Regions from separate parts of the Mus musculus genome. Here region 1 is linked to region 2. A link is a contact called in public promoter capture Hi-C data. All regions are on one chromosome and are shown on one strand. The core of a region is the stretch at or near the end of the contact, and the rest is flanking DNA. Distances in the headings are between cores, read along the strand shown. Region 1 holds the start of 1110004F10Rik (RIKEN cDNA 1110004F10 gene). Region 2 holds the start of Rps13 (ribosomal protein S13).

Region 1 (3,702 bases), core at 593-3,092, 240 kb after region 2:
ATGATATCTATTTCTAGTATCTTCTGGTTTTGTTGCCCTCAATTATGCATCAAATCACTGAATCAGAAAACCTTGCAGCAGATACTAACACATAAACTGATAGTTGATTTTCTAAAATTACCAGGTGTATCTTGAAAATACAGATGAGCTAAACAAACAAAAACATCAAGCAAGGTAATATCCAGTTAGCAGAAAAAATAATAACCATATATAATGGAAACTGAGTTAAGAAAACCACTGTTAAGGGACACATTACTGTATATAGCATAACAACAACAACACAGTCGTCTTTATGATAGTATAGGTAAAGTCACAGGTCCCAATCTTGAAAATGCAATTATAATCACCTATAAATCAACTATCAAGACAACAGTTATAGGATTTGAAATATATCAAAGTTCACCTGGCTAAAAAGTTGTTTTATTTCTGAGTCTATCAAAGCAAGAATGTGTGACATTCTCGGAATCAACTCACAGTTGATATTGGGAGGAAAACAATGTAACAGCTCTTTTACATCTACAATCTAGATCACTAAAAAAACCTAGACAAATTCCTAACAATGCAGAATGGCGGTATTAACAATGGAAGATCTAAATTCCAGTCGCAGGGAAGACAAGGGACATGAATTAATCTCACAGACAACCAGTCATCCCTCCACTCTTTTTTAATTGATTACTAATCTTCCTCACAAGGCTAAAATTTATTCTATTATTACAATTCTGGTCCACACCCCATCTTCCAACCAAAGGAGTGTGGTTCTTAGTATTCTCTCATTAACTACAAAATAATTCAGGGAACCTTTTATGGCTCACAAAGGACTTATGAAAGATGTCAAACTGCACTAAAAGTTACAATTCTGAAGCTGACAGTGTATGAATAAGCGAGACCAGCTTTCATCTGTCTCAAAGATGACTTCCTCATGTCCCCTTCCCACCAACTTCCCCATCAATGTTTCCAAGGGATTTCATTATAGAAGAACCTAATTTTACAAGTTACCTGCAGTTTCTAAACACTATGCTAGAGCTAAGACAAATATAAGCATCCTCTTTATTAATCTTCAATTCCAGTATCTGGCATTGTAGTCAGTACTGAACAGGTTAATAAGGGACAGTTTATTATTTAAACTGATGAGCTGAAGGCATGAGAGGGCAGGAAAAAGGTATCTGACATCAAAATGCGCTTCTGGGTCTCACTCCCTCTGACCTCGCCATTATTCCATCCCCAAACTGTCTACCACAATCTTCGGCTTAATATTGGTCTCTGTTTATTAAGAATGGTGTAGTTAGGGCAGCAATTACCAGTACACTGCAAAAAAGGATTCGGGCTGGAAAATTTGTCCAAATGTGACTGAACATTTCGCGATTGCCAGAGGAGCGTTTTAGACCAATGTCAGGACTATGACATATCTATCCTGAAATGACTAAGAAATGAGCTTCACCGGTTTCCCAAAACGCAAAGACATCTCGATTAAGCTCTTTTTCCTTTTCGACCCTTCTCAGGATTTCCTTCCTCAACCCCCGTTCCTACGCAGGTCTCTGTATCTCAGCTCAGGGCCTCTTCAATCCTTCAGATTCTAGTAGGAAAAGGAAGACATCCCTCGTTGCGCCCCCTTCCTTCGGGCGCTTCTTCCTCCATCCACCCTTCCCGGCCTACCCCAGCCTTCACTAGGCCTCAACCCTCATCCATTGTTATTTACATCGTCGTCGGGGGAGGCTGAACGTTTCACCCCGTGCGGGTGAGACTCCCGGGCAGCACTCATCGTAGCTGGGATCCTGACGGGGATATGCCAAACACACTCGCAGTTCTCCTCAAACGCGACACCAGCAGCCCTCACCCAGCCGCCGGACCAAGCAGCGCCACTCCAGAACGCAGAGCCCCCTCCGGCCCTTCACCGCTACAGTCGTCACTGCTGCGGCCGCTCGTCACCCTGGAGCACACCGGGAGTTGTAGTTTTTTTGGACTCACTCTTTACTGGCCTGACTAAGCCGTCTTCAGTGACTTAAACTACATTTCCCAGGAGGCCGAGCGAAGCATCTCGCGCGGCGTGGCGGGAGAGCCCTCGGAGGCTACGCTTTCTTCGGCGTGTAGAGGGAGCTTTCCCGTGGATGGGTATGGTGGTGATCGTTGGCGGAGAGCTTCGTTGCCACAGACAGACCTAGAGTGGGTTTTCGCCTTTTTGTGTGTGTGAGGTTCTGCCCTGTTAGTAAACACATTCATCATAGTTAAACACATAGACTTAAGTGTAATGTTTGAGGCTTTTTGAATACAAGTTCTCGGCCCAAGACAAAAACCTAAAACATGGCTTCTTCCCCCAGCCTAATGTGTGGTCTCTACTGCTCACACGGGATATTCTAACGTCTTCATTCTCTTCCTTTCCTTCCTTCCTTTCTTTTCTTACTGAATAGAGTTCAGTGTGAAGCTGAAGGCTTGTTAATTGGCTGTTTTGTTTTTCGTTTTTTTTCTAAACAGCTCCACCCCTCAGGAATTGTGGACCGTTTTCCACTGGGCTTAGTGTATTCTAGATAAGAGTGACCCAACTCTCTGATCCCTTTTTAAGGTAGATATTATTTGAAACTTCATCGACTGAAGTCTGTCTGCCAAAAAAAAATCCTGTATCTTTATTATTTTTCTTGGGGTGGGGGTGGGGGGTAAGTTTCCTATATAATAAACCCCTTTAAAGTTACAATACAGTAGCAGTCTCAACCTGTTTCAACTGTCTCCTCAGTCTAGTTGCAAGAGACCACCCCCACCCCGCCCCCTTAGGATGGATACATTCGCTGCCCTTCCCATTTGCAATCTTGTTTCTAGTTCCCTTTTCCTCATTTCCCTGCTCCCTTTCCAGCCCCAACTAAGCTTCCTGCAAGATCTTGTAGTCCAGTGTTCAGATACTGAAGATAAACTTCTGTATGTTATAGCTGAATTTGCATCCACAGGTGAACCTGACATACTGTCAGGATGACTTTCTTGCCCTTACTCATTCTGAAGACTTCCAGCCTTGATTTTTAAAAAGATTTTTTTTTCAAGTATAAACAAATAGTATGACAACAGTACATGGCTAGTCTTAAGTCCCCATACCGAGTGGTCTATGAGACACCTGTCAGTGTCTGTGCTCAGCAGTTACTCTAGTTGAACTACATTTCAGATGACGATGAACCACTGATAGAACTGTGCCCAAAGTGAAACCTGACTATGCCTGTGAACCTAGTGTCTGGGAGGTGGTGAAGGAAGATAAGAAATTCAAGATCATCCTCTTCTAAGTAATGTGTGGTTTGTCAGCCGAGTCTATAGTAAGACCTCCTCTCAAAATAAAAATAAAAAATAAAAATAAAATAAAAACAGTACCCCACCCCCCGCCCCTATCCCAAACATCAGGACTTAGAGCTATGCACACAGGGAAGACAGTTTCTTAATTTATGCAGTCATAGATCCAATTCCTTTATTTTTGAAGCAGAGACTAGCTTTTAAATAAATTATATAAAAATACGGTTAGAGCTATATTTAATAAGCCTAACCAAAACAAACTAATCTCTTATTTCTGTGTTAAACCACAATAAAGGAAAAAAAAAAACCCATGAAGAAAATATTTTTAGAAGTGGTTTTTTAGTCACTAAAATTAAAATATTTTACCTACTAACTTCATGACCCTACTTAGTTTTTATTTAACTTTTATAAATGCAATTACAATGGAATTCCATCGAGGTA
Region 2 (3,573 bases), core at 525-3,024:
AGAGGCAGGTGAATTTCTGAGTTTGAGGCCAGCCTGGTCTACCAGGTCAGCCAGGGTTATTCAGAGAAACCTGTCTCAAAAGCCAAAAAGGAAAAAAAAAAATGTGCTTGGAATGAGTAGAAATAAGGGCAAAGTGGAAGGACATGAGGCCAGGGACTTGGGTTTTATTTCAAATACATGGAGAAAATATAAAAAGAGAGCCCCTGAGATGGCTCAGTAGCCAAAAGTGCTTGCTGTGCACTGACAACTCTAGTTTGATATTCAAAGCCAGGTAAAAAGATGAAAAGACTACACAAGGTTATCCTCTTACCCCATATTCACACAGTAAAAGTCTTTAAAAACAATTTAGATCTTCCAGAGGTCCTGAGTTCAATTCCCAGCAACCACATGGTGGCTCACAACCATCTATAATGGGTTCTGATGCCCTCTTCTGGAGTGTCTGAAGACAGCTACAGTGTACTTATATTAAATAAATAAATCAATAAATCAATCTTTAACACACACAATTTAGAGGGATTTACAAAGAGACCACTAACCACTAGGCAGACAATGGATTGTATACATAATGGGACACCACTTAAGCTGCCTGAGAGATGATGGATAGGATTGGGGTACCCGTGGAAACAATGAAGTATTTGATACGTTTCTGTGGTGAGATGTGTTGGAGTGACTCGTGGAAATGAGAAAGACTATTGAACCCTAAATTTGTATTCGGACAAATGTGTTAGAGTGAAATGAAGTATTCTTGCTTAGGGATTGCGAATTGAAGCCAAGCTTGATGTTCGGATCACATATCTGGGCTAAAAGTGTGAATCTGGTTAATTAATCAAATACAACTTTGCCAGGAAATAAATACAAATTTGGTTCAAGTTCCCAATGTTTTGGAAAACGTAATTCAACTAGTAATGGGTTAAAAGAACGCAGCTGGGCATGATGGCTCAAACCTTTCATCATCATTTCAGCATTTTTTTAAGAGACAGAGGCAGAAAGACTTAACGTGTGTTTGAAGCAAGCCTGGTCTACAAGGCGAGTTCCTGAACAACCAAAACTACATTGAGGGACCCGGTCTCAAACACAACAAAAAAGAAAACTGGATCAGTATTTCAGTACTGTTTCAAACCTCTCACGCTTCACTTGTCAACAGGGTCTTGTAGATCTGAGTTTCTTGGGTCCATGTCTTTGTTGTTTTTTGTTGCATTTACAATAAATTGTTATATTCACCCATTCTTCGAACGCTCTGTGGTGAACCGGACTAGGACATCCTTAAAAGACCAACTCCCGGGGTAGTCCCTTTCCCCCTCATCTTCTCGAAGCTTCTTTCCTCGTTCCCAACTCTTCTCCGACGGGGGTGAGCGGTTCTGCGCTCCGACCTGTGTAGAAAAGGCGCGCAGACAGGAGGACAGACCCGGGCGGGGCTCGGAAGCCTAGAATTAACGATCTAGAGAGAAGCGCCGGCTGCACCTAGGCTTTGCGATCATCCCACACCGCACGAGTTCGGGGCTGCAGAGGGAGCCCTGAGAAACCCGCAGCTTATCCAAATCCTTCAGCCCAGGACTCGAGCACGCCCTAGGTCCCCTCAGATGCGACTTCCGAAGAGATGTTAGAGACAGACTTGCTGCTCTGGCTAAGAGCAAGACTAGAGACAAGAGTTCAAGGCGTAGCAACCCAGCCATACACTTACCGCCTCGCCGCCATGCCTTCTGGGACGCGTAGTCTCCCGGGCTCCGGTGGCCACACTATGTAGCCCCGCCCCCGCGCGAGAGCAAACGTCGGTGAGTGGCGTCACTTCCTGTGCGGCTTGATTTCCTGTGCCGTTTCCTACCTCGTTCTCTCTTTGCTGCCAGACCTCCGCCATCATGGGTCGCATGCACGCTCCCGGGTGAGCCCGCGGCGCCGACCTTGGTTGCGGGGCTGGGGCGCGGGGCTGAGAGAGGAGGATGCGGGCTGCGGGTGAAGGGACAGTGGGGCTGCTTGGGGCGCGGGCCGCCGCTTTACTTCCTATCTTCTGTTTTCAGGAAGGGCCTGTCCCAGTCGGCGCTGCCCTACCGCCGTAGCGTCCCCACGGTGAGTAGAGGCTGAGGGTTGGAGGGCGGCGTGGGAAGCGATCGGTGCGCGGGAGGATGGGACCCGAAGTGGAAGGTTGCCGCCGTGCTCTCTCATCCTAAGGCCGATTTCTCTTCCATCTGTAGTGGCTGAAGTTGACGTCTGACGACGTGAAGGAACAGATTTACAAATTGGCCAAGAAAGGCCTGACTCCCTCCCAGATAGGTGAGTGTTGATGTAATCTCTTCCTTCTGCTCTCGAGAAACAAATGTGTCTAGTCCGTATGTTAAAAAGGTTCCTCCTGCTTCCACAGCGGAGCAAGGGCTGTCTGGGATTGAGTCACATCTAACTGAATTGATTCTAAGCTGCTCTGACTTTGTACAAATGGGAAATAACTCGTTTCTGGTAGCTTGGCTTCTGAGTCTGGGAATAACTGCTCATCGGAGGAAAATATCCTCTTTAGGATATAAAAAGTTCGCTAGAAATATGCAGAAAAAATCATGTGAAATGGGCTCAGCTGATCTGAAGTAATTTGAGGTTTAAAAGCAATAACATGCAGTTTTAAAGATAGGTACAAATAAATGTTGGGCTGCTTTTAAGTTAATACTAAATATAAAGGTAGAAGTCACATTGTTTCCTCTGGTCAGATGTATTCTGGCAAGCTCACAGTGATGATGGTGTTCCAACATTCGCAGTTTCCACCAGAAGGACTTTCCATGTTGGGTTGACCTTCCTTGGATGTCTGAGTGAGCTGGAAATTTGGAGTTTGGCTGTTAGGGTTTTATCGCATGTGTGTGTGCTTGAGTGTGTTTCTCTTTTCAGGTGTAATCCTGAGGGACTCACACGGGGTGGCCCAGGTCCGTTTTGTGACTGGAAATAAAATCTTGAGAATCCTCAAGTCCAAAGGCCTTGCCCCTGACCTCCCCGAGGATCTCTACCATTTGATTAAGAAAGCTGTTGCTGTCCGAAAGCACCTTGAGAGGAACAGAAAGGTAAGGCGGACAACAAACCAGGTGTTGTGTCGAGACACTTGCGCTGCGGATCTTCAGAGGGGAGAACGCACTTGAGTCCTCTCAGGTGGTTCTGGGTGCTGGCTAATAGTCAACATGATAGTTTCCTAGAAATAGGTGGTTTGATTTTTAGCTCCCCTAAACTATTACATCCAGTTGGTCCCAGGTGCTGGGGCTTTTGTGTAGGTTTGTGGCTATGGGCCTTATTCTAGGAGTTTAAATTGCCTCTGTGGATTTGGTGATGCATGCCCTTAATTGTTGGAGTTTGAGACCAGCCTGGTCTAACACATTGTAAGACAACCAACTTATTCTGTATAATAATAAGATACCCTGCCTCCTTAAAAAAATTGCCCTAAGAACTTAACCTAACCATAGAAGCTATTTAGTTTCTTTACTTGTTGGTGGTTTTCTTAAATCTCTTTTATTTCTAGGATAAGGATGCTAAATTCCGCCTGATTCTGATAGAGAGCAGAATTCACCGATTGGCTCGATACTATAAGACTAAGCGGGTGCTCCCACC

What was found. Capture Hi-C pulls out chosen DNA fragments and counts their contacts.
Region 1: a promoter capture Hi-C map of liver shows a contact between it and region 2. The contact joins the promoter of 1110004F10Rik here to the promoter of Rps13 in region 2. A contact is called at or near these places in 4 of 39 promoter capture datasets (the C10 cell line, cranial neural crest, embryonic stem cells and 1 more), 15 of 484 Hi-C or Micro-C datasets (CD4 T cells, CD8 T cells, LSK cells and 8 more), 15 of 115 datasets of contacts at active chromatin or transcription factors (the 230-238 cell line, the SCID.adh cell line, effector CD8 T cells and 6 more) and 3 of 9 other capture datasets (adipose tissue, liver and pancreatic islet).

The regions. Positions count from the first base shown.
Region 1 is chr7:116,091,520-116,095,221 of GRCm38.p6, reverse strand. 1110004F10Rik (RIKEN cDNA 1110004F10 gene) reads right to left here and starts at 1,842. Exons shown (of 5, transcript NM_019772.2): 1 at 1,697-1,842. The coding sequence starts at 1,759. It overlaps 1700003G18Rik (RIKEN cDNA 1700003G18 gene), which reads left to right and starts at 2,073. Exons shown (of 4, transcript NR_029433.1): 1 at 2,073-2,160.
Region 2 is chr7:116,332,391-116,335,963 of GRCm38.p6, reverse strand. Rps13 (ribosomal protein S13) reads left to right here and starts at 1,774. Exons shown (of 6, transcript NM_026533.3): 1 at 1,774-1,879; 2 at 2,016-2,064; 3 at 2,190-2,268; 4 at 2,866-3,035; 5 at 3,485-3,573. The coding sequence starts at 1,857. It overlaps Snord14a (small nucleolar RNA, C/D box 14A), which reads left to right and starts at 2,707; the gene lies at 2,707-2,793. Gm10589 (a long non-coding RNA gene) reads right to left here and starts at 1,795. Exons shown (of 2, transcript XR_869889.2): 1 at 1,682-1,795.